Linked DNA regions of Sus scrofa: region 1 is linked to region 2. A link is a contact called in public Hi-C data. All regions are on one chromosome and are shown on one strand. The core of a region is the stretch at or near the end of the contact, and the rest is flanking DNA. Distances in the headings are between cores, read along the strand shown.

What was found. Hi-C and Micro-C count contacts between places; a contact is called where the count stands out from the background.
Region 1: a contact with region 2 is called in a Hi-C map of brain, with 6 times the contacts expected there. The contact joins the promoter of HDDC2 here to the promoter of HINT3 in region 2. A contact is called at or near these places in 2 of 5 promoter capture datasets (fetal liver and fetal skeletal muscle), 20 of 47 Hi-C or Micro-C datasets (adipocytes, alveolar macrophages, brain and 14 more) and 2 of 2 datasets of contacts at active chromatin or transcription factors (alveolar macrophages and skeletal muscle).

What each region holds. Positions count from the first base shown.
Region 1 is chr1:37,639,200-37,642,939 of Sscrofa11.1, reverse strand. It overlaps HDDC2 (HD domain-containing protein 2), which reads right to left and starts at 2,312. Exons shown (of 6, transcript XM_021088683.1): 1 at 2,160-2,312; 2 at 683-804. The coding sequence starts at 2,246.
Region 2 is chr1:37,021,802-37,025,837 of Sscrofa11.1, reverse strand. HINT3 (histidine triad nucleotide-binding protein 3) reads left to right here and starts at 1,635. Exons shown (of 5, transcript XM_001928728.4): 1 at 1,635-2,117. The coding sequence starts at 1,917.

The sequences.
Region 1 (3,740 bases), core at 1,063-3,562, 620 kb before region 2:
TTCTCAGCTCTTTCCTGTACATGCCACTCCAAAGTCACTTCACCAAGAAGTGCTACTATTCAAAAAGGGGCTGGATAAAAGTATATAGCGTATGGAGTTCCCATCGTGATGCAGCAGAAATGAATCTGACTAGGAACCATGAGGTTGCAGGTTCAATCCCTTGGCCTCGCTCAGTGGGTAAAGGATCCAGTGTTGCCATGAGCTGTGATGTAAGTCACAGATGCGGCTTGGATCCTGTGTGGCTATGCCTGTGGTGTAGGCCAGCAGCTGTAGCTCTGATTGGACCCCTAACCTGGGAACATCCATATGCCACGGGTATGGCCCTGAAAGAAAGAAAGAAAGGAAAAAAAAAGTATATAGTGTACAAATACTCTTTTAGATATAAGACACTTACCTTCAAGGCCCAGGAAACCCTTATATCACACTTATGTTTCCTTGAGACCAAGGCAGGCTCTTTCACTTGCCAAGAGAAAATACAGAGTGCAGTTTACAGCAAATGAAGCAATCAGCATAAAGCTCCCCTTCCTACATCTTGAAACTGTATCATTTGTGGTTTGACTCAAATAATTTTTTTTTTAAACATATAAACTAGCCTATAAGAACTGGACATTGGACACAGGTCTTAGTCATGAAGAGTCATGCATACTCACAGACCCTAACAGCACCAAAGTTCACAGCTTACCGGTCTTTGTTAAGATGTTCATCTTTGGTCACCAGAGCCATAACTGCCATCCTGTACATGTGATCTGATACACTCTCTGGCTTCTGGACATTTCTGTATACCCAGCCAGTCCGTGGGACCCTCTGACAAAAACAGAAAGAAATTCATAAAAATCGGTATTTTAACCACCTGCCATGCTCTTCAGTAGAAGTCCAGGGACTAGGGCACAGAGGCAGGGTCATGGTTTCAGCACATATCAAAACATGCTTAACTGACCTAAATGATTAACATCTGGAATTAAACAAACCAGTGAGGTCAGAGAATGATAAAGAGAGAGAGAAGAAAGAATAATTCACAAGTATAACACAGAAGTCCAACAGTCGAGTTATTTTGTGTTAGGGATGCACTGAAGTACAGAATATACACAAGTCCTTAGACATAAAAACAAAACTGTAAAGTATCTTATTTTTTCAAACTACAAGAATTGGTTAAGTTTTGCTTCAGACAACCATTGGACACAAGTAGAAAACACTGCAGTGAAAGCTCAGATTTTGAACAAGTGACAGACTTCCAAATTCTGAAGCAGAAAGAATAAGGTATTTCTAACTGCTTCCGCCAGTCATGACGCTTCCTTTCGCTCAGCTCCCAATATGATCCTGTGAGACTGTATTTTCTCCTCAGGAGTTTATATTTCTAAAGAATTTTGTAAGCTATAGTAATAGTAGCATGAAACAAAACGCTTTGAACTTGGAGAAGTTCGGCAAAATCATTAACTGGCTGTGGCGGGACGTGGGGGGTGGGGAGGACCCCTGTGATGTAACTCTAGTGTGTACTACTTAAAATCCTCTGCTTAAAAACAAACGAAAAAAAAAGCTCTTGTGGCGTGGGTTCGACCCCTGGCCCCGGGAACTTCCACGTGCCAGCAGGCGCCGGAAGGAAGAAGGAAGAAAGAGAGGGAGGGAGGGAGGAAGGAAGGAGGAAAAAGTCTTGTTATTTCTGTGGTTGTGTGACAGGTTTTAGGCATTCCACTTAAATTCTGCAAGACCAGTGGGTCCCGTTCTTCCCACTCGCCCAGTTGTGGGGTCGCTGAGCCCCAAACGTACTCGGGGCAAACAGGGGCCAGGACCGAGGTACCCGCACATCACCGCGCCGGCTCCCCTCCAGAAACCTCTCGAAAGGCCTCCTGGGCCGGCCCAGTCCGAGCACCAGGCCGACGCAGGGCACAGCGCGGTTCAAACTCCCGCCAGCCCGGGGTGGGCCCCAGCAACCCGGCCGCGCCAGCTCCTTGGACTCGCTTCCTTCGCCCCCCAACCAGACGCACGACCGCATCCAGCTCGAGGGGCTCCCTCTGCCGACTCCCAGAGGCGGGGAAAACGGAGGAAAGTGGCAGGCGCCGCGCCAGGCGGGGAGGGGAGTCTGGTTGTCCCAAGGCCCGCCCCTGCCTCTCCCCGCACGGCTGCGATCCGAGCCCCAGACCATCCTCCCGGCGTTCGCTCACCTTGAGCTGCCCCACCAGCCGCAGGAACTGCAACAGGTTCCGGGCCCCGCGGCCCGAAAGGGCCGCAGCGGAGGAAGCAGAAGCCATGCGGCCTCCAATCCCGACAGGTTGGAGCCGGCTGCGATGGTAGCCGCTTGAAGCTCCACCCACCGAAGCCCCTCCCTCTGAAGCTCCTCCCCGCCCCGCCCCCGCCCCGCCCCCTTCCTTCTCTGCCTTTGCTTCCACCTTGCTTTCCTCCCTCTGGTTTTCCGTGACCCTTGTATCCAGTCCTCTCCGTTCCTGGCCTTGGGGGCTGCCGCTGGGCATTGCACCATCCATGGCAGACATTGTACGTGAGCATCTAGGTGTACTTTACTTGTTTCCTAGCTCTGCTCAACTCCATAAAACTTTTAAAGGGATTGCAGTTCTTTGGGGAGGGGCAGAGGGGATGGAGGAGTGTGGCGGGGGCGGGGGAAGCGTTATGCCAAAATGCACCAAAAGCTTGCCTTTTGGCAACTCCTTGTTTGACTGGGGTGAGAGATAAGGAACTCTGCTTCAAGGCATTTAATCTATAAACATTTTAAGAGTCACAGGAAAAGTACTTTGGGAGGAAAACATTAATTAGGCGTCACAAAAGTACTGGGAGGAGTTGGGGGCTCGCCACAGCCAGAGGTCTTTGGAGATAACCATAAATCGGATAGAGAGTGACACCAACCCCATGATGAACTCACAACCTCCCTAACACTTAAGTGCTGAAGAATCGCTACCCCAAAAGTTGGTCAGGGCCTGTCTCAACCATCCGTGTTAATTCCATCAACAACCAAGGGCACCAGCTTTTAAAGGCGCTTAGTGGGCCTGCGTACTGAAGGACAGGGAGAGAGGGTAACACTGAAAAGGGATGATATAGGGAGGAAGGAAGTAGGGAAACACATTATGAGTCTATTAGAGGAATTCTTCGGGGAGATAATTTTGATTTGGTCCAGGGTGGTCTAGTGGTGGTGGTGAGATGTTGAACTGAGAGTATAATTTGAAGGTAGGACTAACAAGATTTGTGACAGATCGAACATGGGGTATAAGGGTAAGAGAAGAGTGAAGGATGACTCCACACATTTTGGCCTGACCAGCTGAAAGGATGGAGTTGATACTTACTCAGCTGGGGAAAACTGCAGGAAGAATAGGTTGTGGGTAGGAATCAGAAGTTTAGTTTAGGCCATGTTGAGATACCTATTAGATATAAATGTGGAGGTCAAGGAAAATGTAACAATTTTGTGTCATCAGTGTATGAGATGGTTTGTAAAACCAAGAAACTGGATGAGACCACCTTGTGAGAAAGTGGATGAGGAAGAAGATGTCTGCAGCCTTAGCTGTCAGGCCAGACAACATTTAGAGTTTGGGAGACCAGGAAGAAGTAGCCAGTGATGTTGGTAGGGGACTAAGAGATAGTTGTGTCTCAAAGGCCAAGTGAAAATATTTCAAGAAAGGAGTGTGATCAACAAAGTCAATGTTATATAAGGACCAAGCAAATTCAGTGTCACTGCTGACCTTGATAAGAACAGATTCAGTCTGTTGGGCAAGCAGAATCCTACCTGGAGATGGTTCTAG
Region 2 (4,036 bases), core at 386-2,885:
TCCAAAATACTGGCAAAATATAAAAAGACTGACAAATGTCTTAAACACATATTACAACTAATTTAAAAACACATTAGTGCTTTTGATTAATATAACATAAATTCCTTCAAAAACGCTACTGAATTCATAATAGAACACTGTTATATACTTTCTAAATCAATAAATACCAAGTGTAGAACTACTATGATGAGCTAGTCTAAGAAAGTTTGCAGTGTTAATAAAAGGAATCCCGTGTTCAAAAGGCTGATGAATTCTGTAGTTACACAAACCCTTATCTGAATTCCATCGCTACCAATAATTATTGTATGGTATTAGACAAATCTTTCAAGTTTGTTTCTTCATCTCTGTAGCAGGAATTATAAAACCAACCTTACTTGTTCTGATAGAGAAAATCATGGCATGTTTTAGGCATTCAGAAAATGCTAAGTATTACAAAATGAAAAGCTGAGGTTAAATCAGAGTCCACCTTGAATGTCAAGCTAAGGAGCTGGTACTTTTTCAGGCTAGATAGTTACTGCAGGTGAGAGGGATTGGACCTGGGACCCTTTGTTGCAGTGCTTATACCTGGACAAAACTTCTCCCCAAACATTTCCTGAGCAACAAACTACAAAGAAACTATAAGGGACTAAAAACAACTGTGCCTCTACCGCTGGGGCAAATTGTAAAAAAAACAATAAACAAAAAGACCAAAAACCCAACTGCCACCTCTGAGGTAAAGGGAGCAAAAGCAGGTTATTGTGCAAGACGGCTACACAAAGCACCACTAAAGGGATGGGAAGACCACGTGAGCCATCCTTCTGGCCAGACTCATGTATTCACCCCTATCCTCATCACATTTAAGGAACCAGCTTGCCCTGTGCACCCCAGGGAGCATGCAAGGAAACCTGTTTCTTGTTTTCCCTCTCTGGTGCACTATAGCACAGCCCCAGTAAAGTCATGCCCGAATTTCTTATCTGGCCTCTTAGCAATTTCTACTGAGTGAGGAGTCCAGGAACCCAGGTTGGAAACACAGGATTTTTGTCCAAGTGGCAGAAAAATCAAGGAGGGAAAAGAGTCTGAAAGATATTGCAGTTGTCCAAGTGAGGCAAAAAAAAAGCACTCGCAGTGAATTTCTGGAATATTTCGGACTATAAACTATAGGATTCCGAATTTCCTGGGTATGAAGAATGAGATTAAAGCCCACTATTTTGATCTAGTTGGTGCTGTTTACAACAACAGAAGACCAATGCCCTAACCTGGGAAATTCCATAAGTCGTAGCTACGGCCCTTAAAAAAAAAAAAAAAAAGGCAAAGACAGAGGTGACGTTCAGTTTCATATTTTGAGCTTAGCACCCAAAATTATCCTGGCTGAAAATGCATAAACAAAGCTTCAAATATGATCTGAGTTGAAACAAAGTTCTGGAAATTTTGTTCATTCTCTTAAATCCTAAGTTTTAAAAAACTTTTTCTTACGACATCATAATTCACTCCGGGACACCTTATACGTTACAGGGTTCTGCGAAACGACGCTGAAAACTGCCAAGTTCCTTCTGGACCCAGGATACCGCGCGCCGGTGCGGTCACTGTGACGTGCGGCGCGAGTCTGCGTTTTGGGGGACGTCGTGCGCTGTTACCAGGGAGACGCAAGGGGCGGGGCGACTGCCGCCAAGGCCTCCGGCTCCTGCCGGTCGCGCCCTCTCACGCCCCCTCGTGGTTGCTGGCGTGTGGGCCACAGCCTATGGCTTTGCAGCTCCGCCGAGAGTCGCTCTAGCTCTGGCGTCAGCCTCCAACTGCGCGGGCGCCCAACGCGCTGACTCGCCAAGCGCCAGGCTAGAGGCGACGCCTCGAGGTGAAATCGAGGAGGTGCAGGAGGGGAACTCTACGTGGGCCCCGCTGTCCGGGAGAAGCCTGAGGCTTTGAGCCGCGCGGGGGCAGAGATGGCGGAGGAGTGGGAAGGCGATTTTGCGAAGTCATGTGCACGCCTTGAAGCAGCAGCGACTGCAGACACCTCGGGGTCTCCAGCGGGGACCACCACGGTCGCCGCAGAGTCATCGGAGCGCGAGGGCTACAGTAGAAAGTGCGTGTTCTGCCGGATCGCGGGGCAGCAGGAACCCGGCACGGAACTCCTGTACTGTGAGGTGGGCGGCAACGCGCGACTGGGCGTGGGTGGGGGCCTGATCGCTCCTGGGGACTCCGCCAGGAGGGCCTCGATGGGGGGGATCGGGTGGGAGGGTCCTATGTAAATGAAGCGGGGGGCGCCCGGGTGTTCTAGTGTTCGCGACGGAGTTGCTTCTCTAGGGGCGGGGAGGGTCACCTGCGGCCTCTTTGCTGTTCTTAGGGGAGAACATGTAGTGATAATTGGTAGAAAATAGCACGTATGGCCTCATTTTATTAAAGGGTTCTCTCCCTCCCAGTCTCTCCTTTTTAGATATTGCTTTTACGTTATGCACTCTTAATACTGATACTGAAGATAAAACTAGTAGAAAATAGATAATGGTAATCGTGAAAAGTCTGTTAGATTGATTGAAAATAGGCTGGCAGGAGCGGGTCCACTATTAGTACGAACTGCTACTTAGTAATGATTTCCACTAAAGGGTCCAGTGCTTTAGAAGTGTTATTAATTGGAATGTATGGACATTTTCAGAGCATTAAGACTTTACCCAGGTATTTTATGTATGTATGTATGTATTTATTTATTTAGTCTTTTCGACTTTTCTAGGGCCGCTCCCGCTGCATATGGAGGTTCCCAGGCTAGGGGTCTAATCAGAGCTGTAGCTGCCAAGCCTATGCCAGAGCCACAGCAACACGGGATCAGAGCCGTGTCTGCGACCTACACCACAGCTCATGGTAACGCCGGATCCTTAACCCACTGAGCAAGGCTAGGGATGGAACCCGCAACCTCATGGTTCCTAGTCAGATTCGTTAACCACTGTGCCACGATGGGAACTCCCCAAATATTTTAAAACACATATCTGTTAGTCACTTTCTTCTACCAACTCTGCTTACCTTTGAAGAAACAGTCTTTTGAGAGAATCAGCTCCAGAGTCTGGTCTTGTTTTGTTTTTGAAGTAAACATTCATTCACTTGTTTTTGTTTTATTTTATCCTTTTTTTTTTTTTTTTTTTTTGGCCATGGCATAGCACTCGGAAGTTCCCAGGTCAGGATAAACCCAAGGTTGCGGTGACAACACTGAGTCCTTAACTGCTAGTCCACCAGAGAACTCCCATTCACTTGTTAAAAGTAAATTGAATTCCTTCCAAGCACTGTTGGAGATTCAGTGGTGAGCAAGGTAAAGGATAGTCCCTGTCTAGATTTTATAATCTAAAGGGTGGAATGAATACAGACAGAGGAGGCAGCTGATTCCAGTGCCCTGTGCTGTGGTGAAATAGTTTTACCACCTGTACTATTTTGCAAGGCTCCCCTGTGGAGGGGTACCTGACCCAGATTTGAAGGGTTGGGGAAGGTTTTCCAGAGGAAGTGAGGCATGAAAAAATAAATAGGTATTGGCCAGGTGAGGAGGAGGAGAGAAGTTCCCTCTAAGAGGACCTCAAGTGGTTTGGTTTCTGCTATAGGAGAACAGAAAGAAATTCAGTCTAACTGGAGCATAAAGTTTGCGGGGATGAGTCATGAAAGACGAGGCTGGAGAGGTAGGCAAGGGGCCATATTATTAAGGATATTGTAATTCATGTTAAGGAGTTTTGGCTTTATTTGAAGAGTGAAGAGAAGCTCTACAGTAGAATGTTTAATGCTACCATTCATGCTGGGTGGGAAGGAAGAGGATGAGGAGTTACAAGAAAGGGATTGCTCTTTGAAAGATCATCTGGCACTATTGTGGAGAATGATTTGGAGAGGACCAATCTGAAGGCATGGAGTTTGGTTATGAGGCTTTTCAAGTAATCCACCTTGATGACGGCCTGAAATAAAGAATAATAATAGAATGTAGTGGGATGAAGAAAAGGGCATCAATTTAAGGATATTTAGGAGTCTGACACTGGCAAGATCTGCATTTCCAGCCTAGACTATAGGAACTGCCAGTTTATAGATTGAAATTGAAAAG